Linked DNA regions of Mustela erminea: region 1 is linked to region 2. Evidence: chromatin contacts called from public Hi-C data. All regions are on one chromosome and are shown on one strand. Each heading gives the region's core, a stretch centred on a gene start, on an enhancer-like site or on the middle of the called end of the contact. The rest is flanking DNA. Distances are from core to core; before and after follow the strand shown.

Region 1 (5,819 bases), core at 3,005-5,504, 360 kb after region 2:
GCATTCTCCAGGAGTCAATGCAGTCATAGGCTCATGTCAAGACTCAAGGGGAAGGAAAGCAGACCCTCCTTCCCCTTGGGTGGGTGTCAGTCACATTGTGAGAAGGACATATGGGATGAGGCAGATATCTCCATCTTTGGAAAACACGGCCTGCGCCCTCAACTGATGATGACAGCAGCAGCAGAAGGAGCCTTGGCCATCCTTCCCACATCTACCGGAGAGACCGCCCACCCAGTTATAGCTTTGAAAAGACTCTTAACAACTAGTTTTAACAGTCACCCATCTTGTATCCCTATCTGAGTCTCGTTCTGAGCCTGTTAATCTGAGAAACTCATCTCCATTAATGGGTACTAATGGATTCCTCATCCCGTAAGACCTAACTGCAACCCATAGGGATCTGCCTTTTGGAGACATGATTACTTAGCCCAAGAAGTGACTTAATAATGGCCCCAGAAGAAGGGAGTAGGCATGCATGGCTTTCTTTTGGTGCCGCTCCGCTCATAACTGTGTGGGCAGCCACCTGTCTCTCCAAATGGCAAGCAAGGATCTGTGTGACAGTTCAATTAATGTAAGATTGCTAAGAGCAGGGATACAACACCATATGAGCTTAGTGAAGTCCTTTCTTTCCTGGATCAAAGATGTTAATGATAATTGTGTTTCAGTGGTAGAATTAAGGAGTGATTTGGGTTCTATAATTTCCTCTATTTCCTAATTTTTTTCCACGAGTGTGTATTACTTTTATCATAAAAGAAAAAAAAATACTTATTTTTAAAACTTTCATCAGGAAGAGAAAGGTGACAGGAGACCTGGGCTCCAGCCTTCCACTGTCACTGTCAGCTTGTGACATCTGCCAGAGCCCTGGGTGGGCATTTCTGTGACTGCTTCCACCGGCGTCAATGTTGGCCCCCTCTACTTAACTCCTGCTCTGTTCCAAGATTGTCGTGATCATCTCATGAGCAAACAGATGCAAAACATTTGGAAAGGGCCTTATTGCAAAGATACTATTATTATTTGCCTTTTTTTTTTTTTTTGCCCCTGACTAAGCTAAACTTCATAAAGACAGTAAAAGTGAAGCTCAGTTGTTTACTTGTTTATTCTAACATCCAGAGCCCTTGTGGTCAGATGCTGGAATATAGTGTTCACACCATATTTAGAAATATTGTGAAATTTCTATCACTGCACTCACGAACAGGATTTCCTTTAGCATTTTCTTCTTTGGCCTTCTTGACATCCGTCTTACAACTATATGCAGCACCTGTGAGCTAATAAATAATGTATTCAAAGAATTCTGCAAATCCAAAAAGGTCACCATTTGTACATCATCTGTCTATCAAAAGACATTTTTGGCTCAGAGTAAAAAAGCAAGGTTTATTTTGGTGTAACAGCTGCAAAAAAGAAATGGGAATTAAAGACCCTGCCACTTAATCCCTTTCTAAATATTCATTGAAAGTCCAACTATCTTAAGATGTGATGGGTCTTACTGAGTGAAATCTTGCCAGATGGGGACAGGAAGATTGGGAAAGTAGCATAACCTAGAAGTCAGATTTGGTGGGTTGATAAGAACCGAGGGTTTGCTCAGCCCGGAGCAGGTGTCTGCTCAGCTGTGGCCTGGAGTCCCAAGCCCTGTCTGCCTTGTTGCCCAGCTGAAGAGGGGAGGGATGCTGCAGAGACTCAGGACCACTCTCACCACCCACTCCTTGGATCCCAGAGCAATCCTGGTTAAGGCCCCAAGCCTTGCACAGAACCCCTTCCTTGCCCCCAAGCTGGAAATGACACTAGTGATGACTTCAGCCTCACTGGTTTCTCATGTTGCAGGAGCAGCGCCCCTCCCTACCCCAACACTACCCTCTTTCTGTGCTGGGAACATGACCTGCAACAGGCATTCTCATGGGGGATCCTCAAAAAACTCATGAAGTATTATGGACATTGGGGAGAGTATGTGCTTTGGTGAGTGCTGTGAAGTGTATAAACCTGGCGATTCACAGACCTGTACCCCTGGGGATAAAAATATATGTTTATAAAAAATAAAAAATAAAAAATAAAAACAAATTCATGAAGTAGACAACACCCCCTTTTTCCCAGTGAGAAAACTAATTTAGAGAGGTCAGAGGACTTGGCAAAGGCATATATGCATATGGCAAAGCCAAGTGCGCCTGTTCCAAATGTCTTCCTTCTGACCTCTGTGCTGTCCTGTGTCCCCCACTTCTGTTGGACCTCCTGGGTGAGTCTCCTCCCCACTGCCTCCTGCCCTCGCCTGCTGGTTCAGTAAGACTTGTGCCTTCCTCTGGGGGCATGTCATTGCTGCTTTCTGTGCTCCGTGGCTGGGCCGGGGCAGAGGTGTATCATTGGGAAATTGCACCTTCTTGGGAGAAAGGCCCACTTTCATCCCTTTCTCAGCCTGAACAAATATAGCTTCACCACCAGGGAACACAGTATTGGCAATTTTCCCTTCTCTCCAGGCCATAGGATGCCCTGGGGTCTCTGACTTCAGTATCTGGCTAGGAGGCAGCTGGTTTCTTTCAAATTCATTGTCCTGCCTTTGCAACATGGCGCCCTGACCTCAGAAGAGCTGGGTTCCCGTATGTAGAGCAGCTACCACTGTGAAAAGGTGAAGACCTCAAGCACAGAAAAGCTACACAGATCTTTCCCAACTTCTTTCAGCCGGGGTGGGCCACCTCACCCTCCTGAGGAAGAGCAATGACAGTCTGATGTGCATGGTTTTCAATGCCACATGTTTTGTTTATTTTCCCATCAGGATAGGCTAGTCAACAATGGGCAAAGCGTTGCTTATGTCTAAGAACATATGGAGAATTCTAAGCCAGGTTTTAAAATTCAAAATGGACATTCGGTCCAGAAGTCTTACTCTCCAAGAGAGAAATAGACAGATTTGCATCTTCTGTCTCAGTTGCCAGAGAAGAGGCTCCCCTCTCTTGTGACCAAAAGCCTCTGGCCCCAGAGGCTGTGCGGGTGCGTTCCTGACAGGCCTTGAATTCCAGCTTCTAATCTTTTGCAGACCTCCGTCTGGACAGACTAAACTCCGAATGTGTTCAAAGGCAGCTCAACAGAGGCTGCACACTGCATGTGCTAGCTGTTTTCTGGGCTCAAGTTCATGCCTTGATTGCGTGAACTGCCTTCCTTAGAGAGGCAGACCGTCTCCACACCAGCTCTTTAATCATTCTTTGTATGAGGCTGGATCAAACTTTCTGAAGGGCCAACTGATTTTAAATAAACAGTCGCGGGCTCAGCCTACAGAATACCCTTTCACTCTATTGTAGTGGAAGGGGGCACATACAGTTGCACGTGGATCAGAGAAGGCAAGAGAGGGCAGGGTCAGCCTGGGACAGGAAGAGAAAGAAGACATGTGTCTACCAATTACATAATTTCCAATTACGTAATGCGCTAGTGAATAACACCCTGGATCCCAAACTCTCTGGGAGGAAATAAAATAATTTGTTTTCTTTTCCCTTGTCCTTTTCTTCCTCTTCCGCACTGAAAATGAGTTATGATGCAAAATCAAATTGCTCTACGCCTGTTATCAACACCCACCCTTGGAGACAATGTGAGGCGAGCAGAGAATGACTCTTTTTCTGTTGAAAATCTCCCATAGCACTGTCACTGTAACTACCACTACTAACTATGACATCGGGACAGGCTTTCTCAGACTACAAAACTCTTATCCCATTTGTCACCCCCCAAACACCTCCATGACTCCTTATTCTTACGATCCCCACTGCAGAGACCAACCATCCGATTCTCGCTGTGTGGACAGGGAAGGTCCAAACCAAGACTCTCTGATGATGCTACAGATTGGGATTTGTGGATGGATGGCCCCTACATTTCTACCCTTAGACCCTCTAGAGAGTGACCACTGTGCATGTGCTGGTCACCAAATTCTGCCTGCTTACCTAATTGTCGCACAACAAGCTACCCCGAAACTACAGAGGTTTAACGCTACAACCGCTTTCTTACATCTCACAGTTTTGTGGGTCGGGAATTCAGAGAGGACCCGATAGGATGATTATCCGGCTGCCTGCAGTGTAGACTGTGTCATTCAATGCTATTCAGCTGGAGCGGGCTGGTCTTTAGGGTTCAAGACAGCCTGCTCACACAACTGGTGCCCCGTAGGGACAGCTGGAGGGCTGTACTCAGCGATGCCTTTCTTCTTCTCCCAGTACCCTCCAGACCTCTCCGTGTGATCTTCCCAGCAAGGGAGCTGGACTTTTTATGAGGAAGATTAGGCTCTTAGAACCAGTGTTCGGGGAGACAGGAAGTGAGCGTTGTCTGACTCATAAGGCCTGGATGTGGTCAAAGCAGTCCCAGAGCCTGCCCAGAGTCAAGAGGGATGACAAGCTTACCTCATGTTTGTACAACCCCACATTAACAACAGAAGTCCAAAATTGATACTATTTGATGATAATACATGAATAGTTGATTATGAACAGATGCTCACAGTTTTGGGGAATTTTGATTCACAGAGGAGAAAACATATCGTATCTGTTTCAGGGCCCCCAAATTTCTATACTTCAACAAACGACCAGGTTGGATTTTGCAGAGTACAGTGTATGTGACTATCAGCGGGCCACCCCCAGGAAGACTAAAACAGGATACTGTTCTGAGGTGATTTGTGACACCTGGATTTCCAACAGCTCTTTCCTTCCCTTAAAGGATGGCCAAATCCTAATCCCCTGAACCTGTAAATGTTACCATATATGACAAAAGAGACTTTCCAGATTGTTTAAATGAAAGATTTTTGAGATGAAGAGATATGCCGATTATCTGAAGGTACCCAACGTAATCACAAGGGTCCTAATCGTAGGGAGGCAGGAGCTTAGAGCAGATGTCAGGAGATGTCATGAGAGAAGCCAGTGGTCTGAGTGATATGAGGAAGGGGACATGAGCCAAGGAGTATGGGCAGCCTCTAGAAGCTGGAAGAGTCACAGAGCAAAATTTTTGCTGGAGGTTCCAGAAAGAGCCAGCCATGCCAATGTCTTGATTTTAATGCCATAAAACTCATTTTAGATTTCTGATCTCTAGAACCACAAGATGATAAATTTTTGTTGTTTTAAGCCACCGAACTGGCAGTAATTCATTACAGGAGACTAATGCCTTTCTCCAGAGCATAACCAAGCAACTACAACAACTTCTCATGGGGATTATAACAACAAAGGGGTCAACCTCACAAATAACAAAGTCTAGAAAAATCTCTTTCTGCCTCGAGATAAGGTACAATTTAGCACCCTGCTTTCAACTAAATCCCTAACACACTCTGCGATTTTTATTCTCCCTTCCTTTCTAAGGGAACAGCTTCTAGGGAAAAGAATTAGAACTATCCAAGAGCTAAAGACTATCTCTTAATGACTGAGGGAGGGAAGACAGTGAATTTTGTTTTTGTGAAAACTTCTAAACTCAATAGAGTGATTTCACTGGGTGGCGGAGGGTGTCTATTTTAAGAACTAGGCCATTAAACATTGAAGGCATTTCTTAAGGATTATGAGTGGTTCAGTTGACTTTTTCACACCAGAGAATAGAGCTTAACTAATACTTTTTTTTTTTTTTTTTTTGCAGGGAAATACTGTTGGAGATTTATGTAATAATGCTTATTTGCTTTTGACAAGTACTTAACAGACCACTCTCTGTGAATTTTAAGGCTCATAACAAGTGATCTTGTCTTCACCGCAGAGAGACAGGGAAGAGAAGCTTCATCCAGACCCCACCCTAAGTCGTGAAGTACCAGACAGGATTCAAGTTTGAGCCAAGTCCCAGGTGCCTTTCACTAAACCTCTCAGGTCAATGTTAAGGGGAAATGTTCCTACCTAAAT
Region 2 (5,448 bases), core at 1,665-4,164:
TGATGAATGGAGAAAGAAGAACAAGAAGGAGAAAAAGGGGGAGAAGTGAGTGTATAATGGAATATTACCCAGCCCCAAAAAAGAATGAAATCTTGCCATCTGCAACATGGATGGATCTAGAGAGTATTAGGCTAAGTAAAATAAGTCTATCAGAGAAAAAGAAATACCATATGATTTCACTTCTGTGGAATTTAAGAAACAAATGGACTAACAAAAAAAAATAGCTTCTTAGAGATATTACGATGAGTAGTGAGTAATTTCGTTGAGTCACTACATCGTACACCTGAAACTAGTATAACACTACACATTAATTATACTGGAATTGTAAAAATTTAGAAGTAAATTTTTTTAAAGTAGAAATGATAATAAAAACCAAGTGGCCGGGGCGCCTGGGTGGCTCAGTGGGTTAAAGCCTCTGCCTTTGGCTCAGGTCATGATCTCAGGATCCTGGGATCAAGTCCTGCATCGGGCTCTCTGCTCTGCTGAGAGCCTGCTTCCCTTCCTCTCTCTCTGCTGCCTCTCTGCCTACTTGTGGTCTCTCTCTGTCAAATAAATAAATAAAATATTAAAAAAAAAAAACAAACCCAAGTGGCCATCAAAAAAGAAAGAAAAGGAAAAATGGATCTAGATCAAACTATTAACAGTGGCTCTCTCTGGGTGGTGTGCTTTAGGTGAGTTTTACTTTCTTCTTTATACCTTTATTTTTAAAAGATGAATACATATTTTATAATCAGAAAAAACCCTCAAGTTATATATTGAATAACAGTGAGTAACAAATGAATAAATGGCTAGAATGTGAGAGAGAGAGAGAAAGAGAGAGAGAAAGAAGAGGAGAGAGAGAGAAAGTGGGGGGAGTGTGTAGTGGGGGAGATACAGACAGATGTTTTATGTGATGAGGTTTGAATGAAGCCACTAATGTTCGGTGCCTTCCATTTGCCCCACTAACTCCACTTTCTCCCTTTTCCTTTCTACTCTGTGCCTGGGGGAGGCTGACCTATTGATGACTTTCCTTGCCTCTTGGCCTCCTCCTGGGTTTTCCCAATGGAGGAGCACTAGCAAAGATGAGAGAGTGGGAGCATGAGATTGGGGTCTATTCGCTGTATCAATGCCAGTGGTGTGCTACAGGCTGCAGACTGCGTCCTTCCAGCAAATTCCACAGCTCCTGTTTGGAGGTCCTGTCCATGCGGTCGTCATCCCCTCTGTTTCCCTTCTGGACCACCATAAGGTGTAGTTGTGGTCAAGTTTCCCGCTTTGGTTAGCCCCGGGGTACTGCATGATCCCTGATCTGTTTCTGGGAATTCTACCTATAACTTTGTAAATTACTCATTTTGAGTGTGCCATCTGTTTTCAGCTAGGATCCTGACTAATACACTGTGTGTGTGTGTGTGTGTGTGTGTGTGTGTAAGCTACTATGAAGAGAAACCGTTTTCTTCCAAATATCCTACAGTCATATCTAAAAGTCCTATTTTGTTCTATAAAAACGCAGCTAGTATGTAACATACAGCTCAGTCCACCAATACAGGTACAAAAAAATAATACTTTTGTCATTTTCTATACCTTAATGTAATTTCTATTGTGCATCTCCATTCCACTGGGGTAGGGGGGTGGTAAAAGACCAGATCACTCGGTATGGGACTTACTCATCCACCTGTCTTCCCCAGTTTCGTATCTTAGTAGTGGGGAGCTTTCCTGGTATTGAGGCATGGGGGGGGTGTCATCTGGCCACATGAGCAACTGCTGGGACACCTTACACCCCACTCTGTTCTCAGGTAGCAATTCGAGGGGTTTGGTGAGCCCTTCTACTTCTATCTATCCGTACATTTCCATGATCCTGGGGTGTAGGAGACTCTGGGGGGCTGCCTAAGCCCCATCCTTCAGGCCATGTGTACAGCCACTTTTTCTCTAGGTCTTGCCACTTCCTTGGGACTCCTTAGGGAAGCATGACACAAGTCCCACGTGCTGCTGTCACCCCAACATTCCACAGTGTTCCCAGAGTCTCCCCGGGTCCCCCCTGTGGTTTCTCAGAGACCCACCAATGTCCACCCTGAAATGGTTTCCTTTGAGGGCTATTTCCCCTCCAGCCAGGGAAATTTATTCTCTAGTCTACATTGTGAGGAAGCTTTCTCATTATGTATTCTCCTAAACACTTGGTTTAATGGTTGTTACAGCCACGTAAGTTCATGTGCAAGGCTAATTGGATCATAATGATGAAGTTGGTACAAAACCTAATCACTTCAAAAAAAAAAAAAAAGCTCAGCGTTGTGCAACAGGCAAGTGTGTGGAGGATGTGAGAGTCATTCTACCTTAATTTTCCCTTTCACACACTCCCCATGATCGTGTGCATTTAGCCCTTGGGAAGAAGAGGCTTCAAGTACGCGTATGGTACTCTTTATGAAAGACAATACTGTACTCTTTCAAGGGAAAATCCTGTACGATCCTGTTCTTTCAAAGTCTTCTCGTGCAAGGTCTTCCAATTTGGGGATGTACAAAAGTCTCACAAATTAGGACTTCCTAAGTCACTTATTTGGAGAGAATGGGCTAGGCCTGCAGATATGATTTTCTGCCACTAGATGTCTCTGGGTCTTAAAGTAGCACAGCAATGAGGTTTGTTTCTATTTATATACACACATCACCTACCTCCCCCTTACAGAGTTTCATAATCCTCTTATGTAATGCTGGGTCGTCAGCTACAGTTATCATCAGTTGGGAAACTGCGGGGGACGGGCGGAGGGGGTGTCCCAAGGGCTCTCTGCCCCCAAAACAGGGCCGGAAGTGTGCAGAGAAGGGTCTGTACTTGTGTGATCCCACAGAACCCCTAATTCCAAAATTTGCCCATGCGCTGGGCAGTGAACGGCCGGGCAGGGGAAACAAAGAGCTGCCTGTGGCATGTGACCAGCTGGATGCGGAGCCCAAACCGCCCTCTTTCTTGCCGTTTGGAACCAGCAGAGGAGCTAGCGCGCTGAGTAACAGCTCGGCCTTGCATCTCTCCACCGGCTGCAGGCACCACTGAAAACCCTCCCGCCGGCCACACCTGCCCCCCACCACCACCCTGCTCCCCATCGGGGAACCCGGCAGACAGCAAATGCCACCGAATTCTCCCCAGACTCCTACAACGTCATCAGGGCATCTCATCGCTCTGCTTTCTATGGTGCTTTCCCGTACGTGTCTGCCCGCCAGCCCAGACAGGCGTTCCCGGAGGGCACAGAGCCCTCCGCTCTTCTCTGCAGCCCCTAAGGCACCGCGCCGCCGGGTGCTTGCTTTCTACAGTATACAGTCAGTATCTAGTGATGTCTGCTGCAGGCCCTGTGTGGTCACAGGGGCTTGTGAGAAGGCTGATGAAATTATCCATCACTGATGAGATTCTAAATCTTAAAAAAAAAAAAAAAAAAAAAGCTCAAATCCTCCAATAACAGAAATCACCTTTAATGTATGTCTCCCCTACCCCCACCCCATGGTTATTTGGAAGCCGATTTAGGCAGCTCCTTAAAGCCTGTCATGCCAGTGCAAGAGCTAGGTGCATGCAATCTGCCGTAAGACTGTCCAGGGTAAACTTGAGCCCTAACAGTTATTAGTTCTGCGATCTTGTGGTACAGGACAGGCAATCTCTAGCTCAGTTATGGAAAATAGCAGTATTCATTTCAGAGACTTGTTGTGAAGATTCAGTAAGTTCCTTCGCATCACGTGCTTATTTAGCATGGCTCCTGGCACAGAGTAGCTGTTCAAGAGTAGTTAAAAGCTGGGGACTAAAAGTGAGAATGCTTCCAGTTCAAACCCTCCCCTGTTTAATTGAGACAAGTTACATAAACCGTCCGGGCCTCAGTTTCCTAGTCTGTAAAGTGGGGATAATGCTACTTAGTTCATAGGGGGACTAAGTGACATCAGCTCATATCGTCACCACACTTCAGTCCTTGCAACAGGAGGCAGCCAGCCTGTGGACAGAGTGGCCAAGAGATTAGGCATCGGTCGCTACATGACATTCACAATATGGGCAATTCCTTGCTTTTGTTTTACACCTTGGTTTTGTGTAATTTTGTAAAGCATGTGTAAATTATTATTTTACTTGGATCCTAACACCCTTCCAGCTCATTTTAATCCAGAGGACACTGGTCATTCGTGAAATATGCGGTTCCAGGCTAGTCACACAGCAGATGACAAGGGAAAGCCAAGAACGAAGATAGCTGGGCAGAGGGAAGGAGGCGAGGAAGGAGATGTGGGGAGTTGAGAGCTTTATCTTCGCCAGGGGTTCCTACACTGTTCCGGTTGGTGGGCATGTTCGTGGCGCTTTCGAAAATGATGCCGCAGCCGGAAGACTCACCCAGAAAATTGCACACGAACATAACATTTTCACAGCCTTTGCATGGGGTCAGCTCGAGATCAGTGGCAAGTAATAATTTAGCATCCCTTCCAAATTAATTTTTAATAAATACTTGTTTAATACTTATTAGTTATGGCAGAGGAAAACAAGTTTTATATTCATAAAACTCATGTTCCTCTTTGTGTTTGAGATTAGAATTTATCACATCCATGCAGTTTTCTGAACTTCCTGAACCCATTTAGAAGTTAGTTAAATAAATGACAGATTTCTGGTAGTCAGCACATGCCCGTGAAATATTCCACTGACTGTGAGCATCGAACAGCCGTCCAAGGGCTGGGTATGATGCAGAAATATTCCACAGAAAGGACCGCGGCCAGGGAAGCTGTCTTTGATTGCTTGAGGCTGAGAGCAAAGGCAGTTCAAGTGTTTCCCCTCGGGCACCTTAGTTAGCAGGCTGTGTCTTTCTGACTTGTTCTCCTGTGTGCGGTCTGGGGGGCACTTCATGGATGGAGACCTCAGTACCTGCTGACCTACCTATCCTTTAATCCATGCTCTGGCTCAGGGCTCAGGTGAAGACCCAGGGGCTGTAGGGTCAGATTTAAACACCAAGGAGGTGATTAGGAGGTCTTCCTATATGCAAATGTCTCACCACTCACCTGAAGTTCACGGGCAGGTGATGGGAAGAGAGGTTGGGGAGGGGAGAGACAAACAGGAAAATTGTGATGCTTCCTGCAAGCCAAGGAGAGAGAATTCATTACATCTCCATGGAGGCCTTGAGAGGGGGACTCAAGTCTAGTCTAGTGGGGCTGCCTTGGTGCCCCCACACAGGGTCTGCAGCGCAAAGACCCCCGACCGCGGGCTTGAGCCACTCCCCTCTGCCGGTTTGGGCACGTGTCTCTGATTGAAGTCCCAGGCCGGGGCACAAGCTGCAGAGGGCAGAGGGCAAACATGATGGGGAAGGTGGCGGTTGCTGAGGAGCCCACTCAGTCAGGCGTCGGCCTCACGGCGGGGAGGCAGCTGGTAGACCTCTGGCCAGGCTGGAGAGGCTGGCCGAGGGGTAGGTTGGCTGAGAGGGCAGGGGGCAGTTTTCGCATCAGCTTTCAGAGCCAGGAATCCATGGGTCCAACGTTATC

The links. A called contact is a pair of places that touch in the nucleus more often than the background predicts.
Region 1: a contact with region 2 is called in a Hi-C map of fibroblasts, with 5 times the contacts expected there. The contact joins two enhancer-like sites. A contact is called at or near these places in 3 of 3 Hi-C or Micro-C datasets (fibroblasts, skeletal muscle and spleen).

Annotation. Positions count from the first base shown.
Region 1 is chr16:49,499,382-49,505,200 of mMusErm1.Pri, forward strand. No RefSeq gene overlaps it. Among named protein-coding and RNA genes, the nearest start is that of ZNF706, 77 kb to the left of the region's middle. Within about 2 kb of position 4,255, the one cell type or tissue checked has open chromatin away from gene starts, as enhancers often do. A contact at or near this core is called in fibroblasts, where this site is marked.
Region 2 is chr16:49,143,882-49,149,329 of mMusErm1.Pri, forward strand. No RefSeq gene overlaps it. Among named protein-coding and RNA genes, the nearest start is that of YWHAZ, 78 kb to the right of the region's middle. Within about 2 kb of position 2,915, the one cell type or tissue checked has open chromatin away from gene starts, as enhancers often do. A contact at or near this core is called in fibroblasts, where this site is marked.